2 separate regions of the Rattus norvegicus genome follow, and region 2 is linked to region 1. A link is a contact called in public Hi-C data. All regions are on one chromosome and are shown on one strand. Each heading gives the region's core, a stretch centred on a gene start, on an enhancer-like site or on the middle of the called end of the contact. The rest is flanking DNA. Distances are from core to core; before and after follow the strand shown. Region 1 holds the start of Calml4 (calmodulin-like 4). Region 2 has its middle 23 kb from the start of Skor1.

The links. Hi-C and Micro-C count contacts between places; a contact is called where the count stands out from the background.
Region 2: a contact with region 1 is called in a Hi-C map of liver, with 5 times the contacts expected there. The contact joins the enhancer-like site here to the promoter of Calml4 in region 1. A contact is called at or near these places in 10 of 12 Hi-C or Micro-C datasets (the Rat2 cell line, Schwann cells, frontal cortex and 6 more) and 1 of 1 datasets of contacts at active chromatin or transcription factors (oligodendrocytes).

What each region holds. Positions count from the first base shown.
Region 1 is chr8:72,217,323-72,220,378 of GRCr8, reverse strand. Calml4 (calmodulin-like 4) reads right to left here and starts at 1,493. Exons shown (of 5, transcript NM_001127575.1): 1 at 1,394-1,493; 2 at 1,283-1,313. The coding sequence starts at 1,396.
Region 2 is chr8:72,478,611-72,481,666 of GRCr8, reverse strand. No RefSeq gene overlaps it. Among named protein-coding and RNA genes, the nearest start is that of Skor1, 23 kb to the left of the region's middle. Within about 2 kb of position 1,551, at least 24 of the 93 cell types and tissues checked have an H3K27ac peak or open chromatin away from gene starts, as enhancers often do. A contact at or near this core is called in liver, where this site is marked.

The DNA of each region.
Region 1 (3,056 bases), core at 244-2,743:
CAGAGTGAGGGGACTGGTGGGGCTGACAAGTGGCCTCTAGCTTAGGTCACCCCTTCAAAGACTTTGTTTTCTATTGTGTGCACATGCACAAATACAAGCACCCAAGGAGGCCAAAGGTTTCGTATGCCCTGGGAGATGGAGTTACAGGTAGTTGTAGGCGGTCCTTATATATGCGCTAGGATCCAAACTTTGGGTCTTCTGCAAGAGCAGTACAAATTCTTACATAGCAAATCATCTCGCCAGCCCCTAGCCCATAACTGTAGGTTAGGCTCTGTGCTGTAAAGTCTCTTCACTCTTTCTTCAAGACAGTCCCCTCTGTCTTGGCCTTGGTTTGGGGGACAGGGAGTTAAGGATTCTAAGAAAAGGTACCCCCTTGGACCTATAAGCACACATGCCTGTCACCCCCTCCTCTAGACCAAGCTCTGGTCATTTACATCTCTGGGATTGATCCTTGCTGGTGTAGCCAGAAGCCACCCTGTGGCCTGCTAGACAGTGTCCTGCATCAGAGCTCCATGTCCCTGTGTACCTGCAGTTCTATCTCACAGACAAGGTGTCATGTCAACAACAATGAGAAGGGAGTTATCAAGGCTGTTTCTGTCCTATGTTGGGGCAGGTTTAGGGGCACAGCCTCAGGGAAAAGATAGTTACCCCGTAAAGGTCCGGGGCTGCACTCTGATCTCTCTGCCAGGAACTCAGCCACCAGACCCCTGGCCAGGTCTTGGCCAGGTTCTGTGTAACTTAATTCTGTCTTTCTGGTCTTGGGGAAACAGAACTCTGCTCTGTGGGAAGCCTAAGAACAAGGTGCCCACACTGAACTAGGCAGGAGGTGCCAGCTCAACCCCCAGTTTTACAGAGATTAAGGTCCATAAAGAAATATCCTGCCCCAGGGCATAACCCTGGGTTCTGGTGCCTGTCTGCACTGACTACAAAGCCCCACCCCTCACCTCTGGTTCAGTTACTATGGTAATGGTCTTCCTCCATTAACAGCCTCCCACCCAGACAGGCTTCCAGGCTCTCGGGGGCACTAGCAAACTCACTTTTATGACCCAGTTTGAAAGTCACACTGATATATAACAAGCCCTGGAAGTCAGCTAGTCCATCCTCAGGGCCACCCCCAAACAGATCAACAGCTGCCCCACAGCACCTGGCCCCCAACCTGTGGGTGGGCCAGCTGTCCACCCCTCAGGCCTTCCTTCCTACCAACAAAACCCAGCAGAGCAAATTGCCTAATGAGACACACATTTTGTGGGGAGTTACTAATTAAATAACAAACCCAACCTACCATTAATTTGCTCCTGGGAAAGGAACTTGGCCTGCAGCAGAGAAAGAACAGTCAAAAGGGGGCTTCAGCTGGGGCCCTTCCCACCTACTTCCGGCACAGCCCCTCACTCACCATCCTCAGGCACCCCTGGCTCCTGGAACTGTGTTTGGTTCTCTTTACTCCGGCTTGGAGTCGAAAGTCCACCAGGCTGGGTGGAGGCCTGGTAATAAATCCTCTGCTGCCATGGAGACTGGGCCCTATGCCACGAGAGTCAGATTGCAGCTGAACAGCGGATGCCCCCACCATCCTGAGAAGGTTGCTTGTGAGGAAACCATTGCAAGCTCTCCTGGAGGCCCCTGCCCCTAGAGGCTAGGGCTCTGCAGCCACTGGACAATTTGGGTGTCCCTTCTTAGGAGCTTCTGAAAAGGGGGCTCCGGGTGGGGCTGACTTTGTTCTGATCTGAGCCTGTCTTGGGACCCTTTTCACTCTCCCGAGCCAGATAGCACACACACTGTCTCCCCCCAGTAGTGGCTCTCCAATGGAGCTGCGCTCAGAGACACAGCCTTGGGGATGCACTACAGCTAGGGATCCAAGTTATTTCCTCAGCTGGGATCCAAATCCTTCGTTTCCTGTATGCCTCGGTTTCCTCACCAGATACATGATGGGCTGCTGAGAGAATCCAAAGACCAACACACAGCCATCTACTTCCTAGGGGGTGGGGATGGCATTGGGTGCTGGAGCGGAGTCTTAGGCTAGCTGCTCAGGGGCCTTGGAATTTGACCTGACTTTCCCAGGCAGGAAGTTCGTCTCTCTTCCTCGGCTCGCCCAGTCCAGTATTATAAGCTGCTGACTCTGAATTTCTCAGCCCTCTATTCCTGTCTCCGTCGAGAGACAGGAAGAAGGGTGGCTCCCAGAACTGCCACTGGGCCCTGGGCATGACTAGGTTCTCGAACTCATCTGGAAGTCTCCTTTCCTTCATCCACACTCCGTGGCTGGTTTGCCGGTGAGGCGCTAAACCCAGGCTGGCCCAATTGTCAGCCATTGTGTGCGATCCCATGGGTTGTGTGGGAGCAATGGGGCTGCCAAAGGCTACAGGTGCCAGAAGAAGAGAGGTGAACTCTCCTGCTCATCCAGGGCACATGGACTCATGGCCTCCCCCTGGTCCTGACCCCTCCCTCCATGTGGAATGTTTTTTTCTCCTGAGCCACCTCTTCCTGCTTTAGACTTGAGAATCAAGGTTCTGAGCCCACTATAATGTGGGGTTAGGTATGATTGGGAGGCTAGGTGTGGTTGGGGGCGAGATATGGTAGGGGGCTAGGTATGGAGAAGTAGGTATAGTGGGGGCTAGGTTTGGAGGGGGTGGGTATAGTGGGGGCTAGGTTTGGTGGGGGTGGGTATAGTGGGGGTAGGGAAGGCTGGAGGGTGCAGCTTAGTGGCCGTGGGTGAGTAAGGGAGGTAGGCAGTAAGCGCTGAGAGGTGGGCACAGAGCTGAGGCCCCCGAATACCCTACCTCTGTGAGGGGCTCAGAGGCTGGTGAGACACTTTCTTGAGTTTGAGTAACTGGGTACCAGGGTACTATGGTCAGTCATGTGCCCCTAAATCATTTACTGGTATAGTTTATGAACATTATATCATCACTAGAGAGCTGGAAAGTTCTCCACTCTCTCCAACTGTGTGGTAAGAACCACTCGAAGTGTGTCTGAACTTGGTTTCCTTTTCAGAGATCACAACTCCAGTGGCCAGCAGATGGCAGCCCAGGCATCTCTCGGTGCTTGTGAACTGGTTCGGTGATCCA
Region 2 (3,056 bases), core at 302-2,801, 260 kb before region 1:
GTGCACACCACTACTGCCTGGTTTCTTTTCAATTTTTAATTATGGGGTATGCATGTGTAAGTGAGCTGCCCTGGGAGGCCAGAAAAGAGCATTAGACCCCCTGAAACTGAAGTTACAGGCAGTTGTGGACTGCGCTTTGTGGATGCTGAGAACAGCACTCAGGTCTTCTGCAAAAGTAGCTTGTTCTCTTAACCACTAAGCCATCTGTCCAAACTACCCCCACCCCCATTTATATTTTTTGATACAGTTTCATGTGTCCTAGGCTGGCCTCGACCTCACTGTGTAATTGAAGATGCCTGATCCCCCTTCTTCTGTCTCTGAGTCCAGGAGTGCAGCACCACTGGGGGTTTTATGCATTGCTGGAGATCAAACACAGGGCCTGGATAACCAACGGAACTACACCCCCAAAATCCCTTCTGGGATTTTGATAGGCAACAGGTCTACTTGGAGTCCCTCTGAGGAGATCATGAAAGGTCAGCTCTCCTCACTGGCAGGATGATGGGCCAGAAGTTGGATACAGCAGGGTAGGCTGTGCTTGAAAACACATCAGTTAAGAGGGCCTTCAGAGGCCCAGGGGAAAGCTGTGGAACCAGTCAAAGGGGCTGTGCCGTAACCAGTGGAGTTGTGGGAAATAGTAGGGAAGATTATTAAAGATGTAACAGCTGGATGACTGGGGGAGGGCATCCGGGAGGACGTCCCTCTTTGAACAATCCCCCCACCTCCAGCAATCCAGCTATGCATGATTGCATAGCTCTACGCAACCTCATGCAACCCCAGCCTAGACTCAGCATGTCAGTCTGGAATCTCCCTCATGCCTAACAATAGGGCCCAGCATCCCTTTCTTCTCTTCCTTTAACGTTTTTTAAAAAGTAGGTAGCGGGGTGTGTGTGTGTGTGTGTGTGTGTGTGTGTGTGTGTGCGCGCGCACTAAGTACTCTTAACCCCTAAACCATCTCCACAGCTCCTCTTCCTTCCTCTCACAAAGGACAATATCGCTTTGCTGTTTACAGTGCTGGCAAAGGCAGCCCGAGCAGACAACACTCTCACTGCTAAATTTGGGTTCCGGGAGAAAGCTAAGGAACCGGCCACATTGATGTGCATGTTCCGCGAAAAGGCCATCATCTCCACACTTCCTTCCTTCCTGCTTCTATGGTGCTCTGGTGACTCTCTTTACCGGCCTAACTAACACTCCCGCCCTCCTCCCTTTTGTTTTAGACATTACTCATTAACAACTGTTCTCCTTATTGCAATAGCCTGAGTCAAATCTTAAGCCTCGGATGCTTACTCTTCATAGTTTCTAGAGGTCCTTGTAAATGTCAGTTGAATGAGGAATTTGCCTGGAGTCCCAGGTTCCAGTCCTGGCTCATTTGTGTCTGGCTTCCCCTTCTAGCAAGTTCCAGTTCTGGTCTGAGGGGAGGTGGCGCCCAGCGAACAGCTGTACCTTTCCCATGCTGCCACCAGAGGGCGACGGCTCCGCGCAGGAGGCCCCTCGCTGTTCCCGCAGGCATTGGCCGCCTACAAGCGAGCTCGCCCTGGGTGCGACGCCCTAGAGGCGCCTCCTGCAGCTCTGCACGCTGCCAGCCGGGCTCTCCAGAGGCCCTTAAGTGGGTGGGAACAGCCTTCCAAGGCCAACCTCCTGCTTCTGCGGCTAGCACTGGTCGGTGACATCTCCCCTTCTCTGGCCTCTCTTATCTAGGTGGAACAGACTTCGAAGGGTCCCGATTCAGCGGGAAATGGGGATGGGGAGTGGAGGTACCCAGGAACTTCGGAACTACTAGCAGTCGTACAAATGGACCAGCCGGCCTAAAGATGGGGACCAGGGAACATGAAGGAAAAATGTTAACCTTTGACGGCCTGAACCGTGGGTCAGAACTGAAACGGGGGTTTTCGCATCCCAACTCCCAGCTGTTGGGCTGGAACGGTCTGGATCAGAAATGGTTTCCTACTAGGGAGTGGGGAGAACAACAAAAACAAAAACAAAACAAAACAGACAGCCACTGCAAGAAAAGCCCCACACCGAATGTACTCTCTTAAAGGACTCCGGCTGGGGAGCTCATTGACTTGGTCCTGAGGAGGGTGGCATTTGCTTGAAAGTGCCTCTGTCCCCAGACACATTTGGAAACGTTAAGCAGAGAGCTCGACTTCAGAGTCAGCTCTGGCAATTGGATTAACCTTGCGGGGAAAGGCTTCATTTTCTGTGTGTGGTTCAAATTCTTCAGCATTAACATCTGTAATACCAGAAAGCAACCATTCACTTCAGCTGGCAAAAACGATACCAAAAAACAAAAACAAAAACAAAAACAAACAAAAACAAAAAACAAAAAAACCCCCGCAAAATAACAAAACAGGAAAGGAAGGGCAAAAATCTAAAAACAACACTAACAAAAAACAGTAACTTAAAGCCAACCAGCAAAGCTAAGCACGGTGGCACATGTCTATAATCCCAACTCTGGAGGCAGAGGCCTGGGGATCTCTGAGTTTGAGGCCAGCCAGGGGTACACAGAGAAACAACAAACAAACAAAAAGACACAAAACTATCAAAAATCTCCCCAAACCCAAATGAGACCAAAAAAATCACCTCCTTCAAGAATTAGGAACCAAGACAGGGAGAGGTGGCTCTGTAGCTAAGAGCACTGGCTGCTCTTGCAGAGGACCTACGCTGGATTCCCAGCATCCACGGAGCAATTCACAACTTCAGCTCCAGGGGTTCCTACGTCCTCTTCTGCTTCTGGCCTCACCAAGCAACTGCATGCTCGTCATTCAAGGGCAAAACACTCATCCACACACATTTTAAAAAAATGTTTTAATGCTTTTAAGGAATGGGAAGCTGGGCAGTGGTGGCACACTCCTTTAATTCCAGCTCTTGGGAGGCAGAGGCAGGTGGATTTCTGTGAGTTTGGAGTTTGAAGCCAGCCTGTTCTACAGAGTGAGTTCCAGGACAGCCAAGAGTACACAGAGAAGTCCTGCCTCAAACTCCCCCACCACCCAAAAAAGAAGAAGAAAAGAAAAAAGAAAGGCAGAATGGGAGACTGCACAAGAGGATAAAGAAAATGTTCC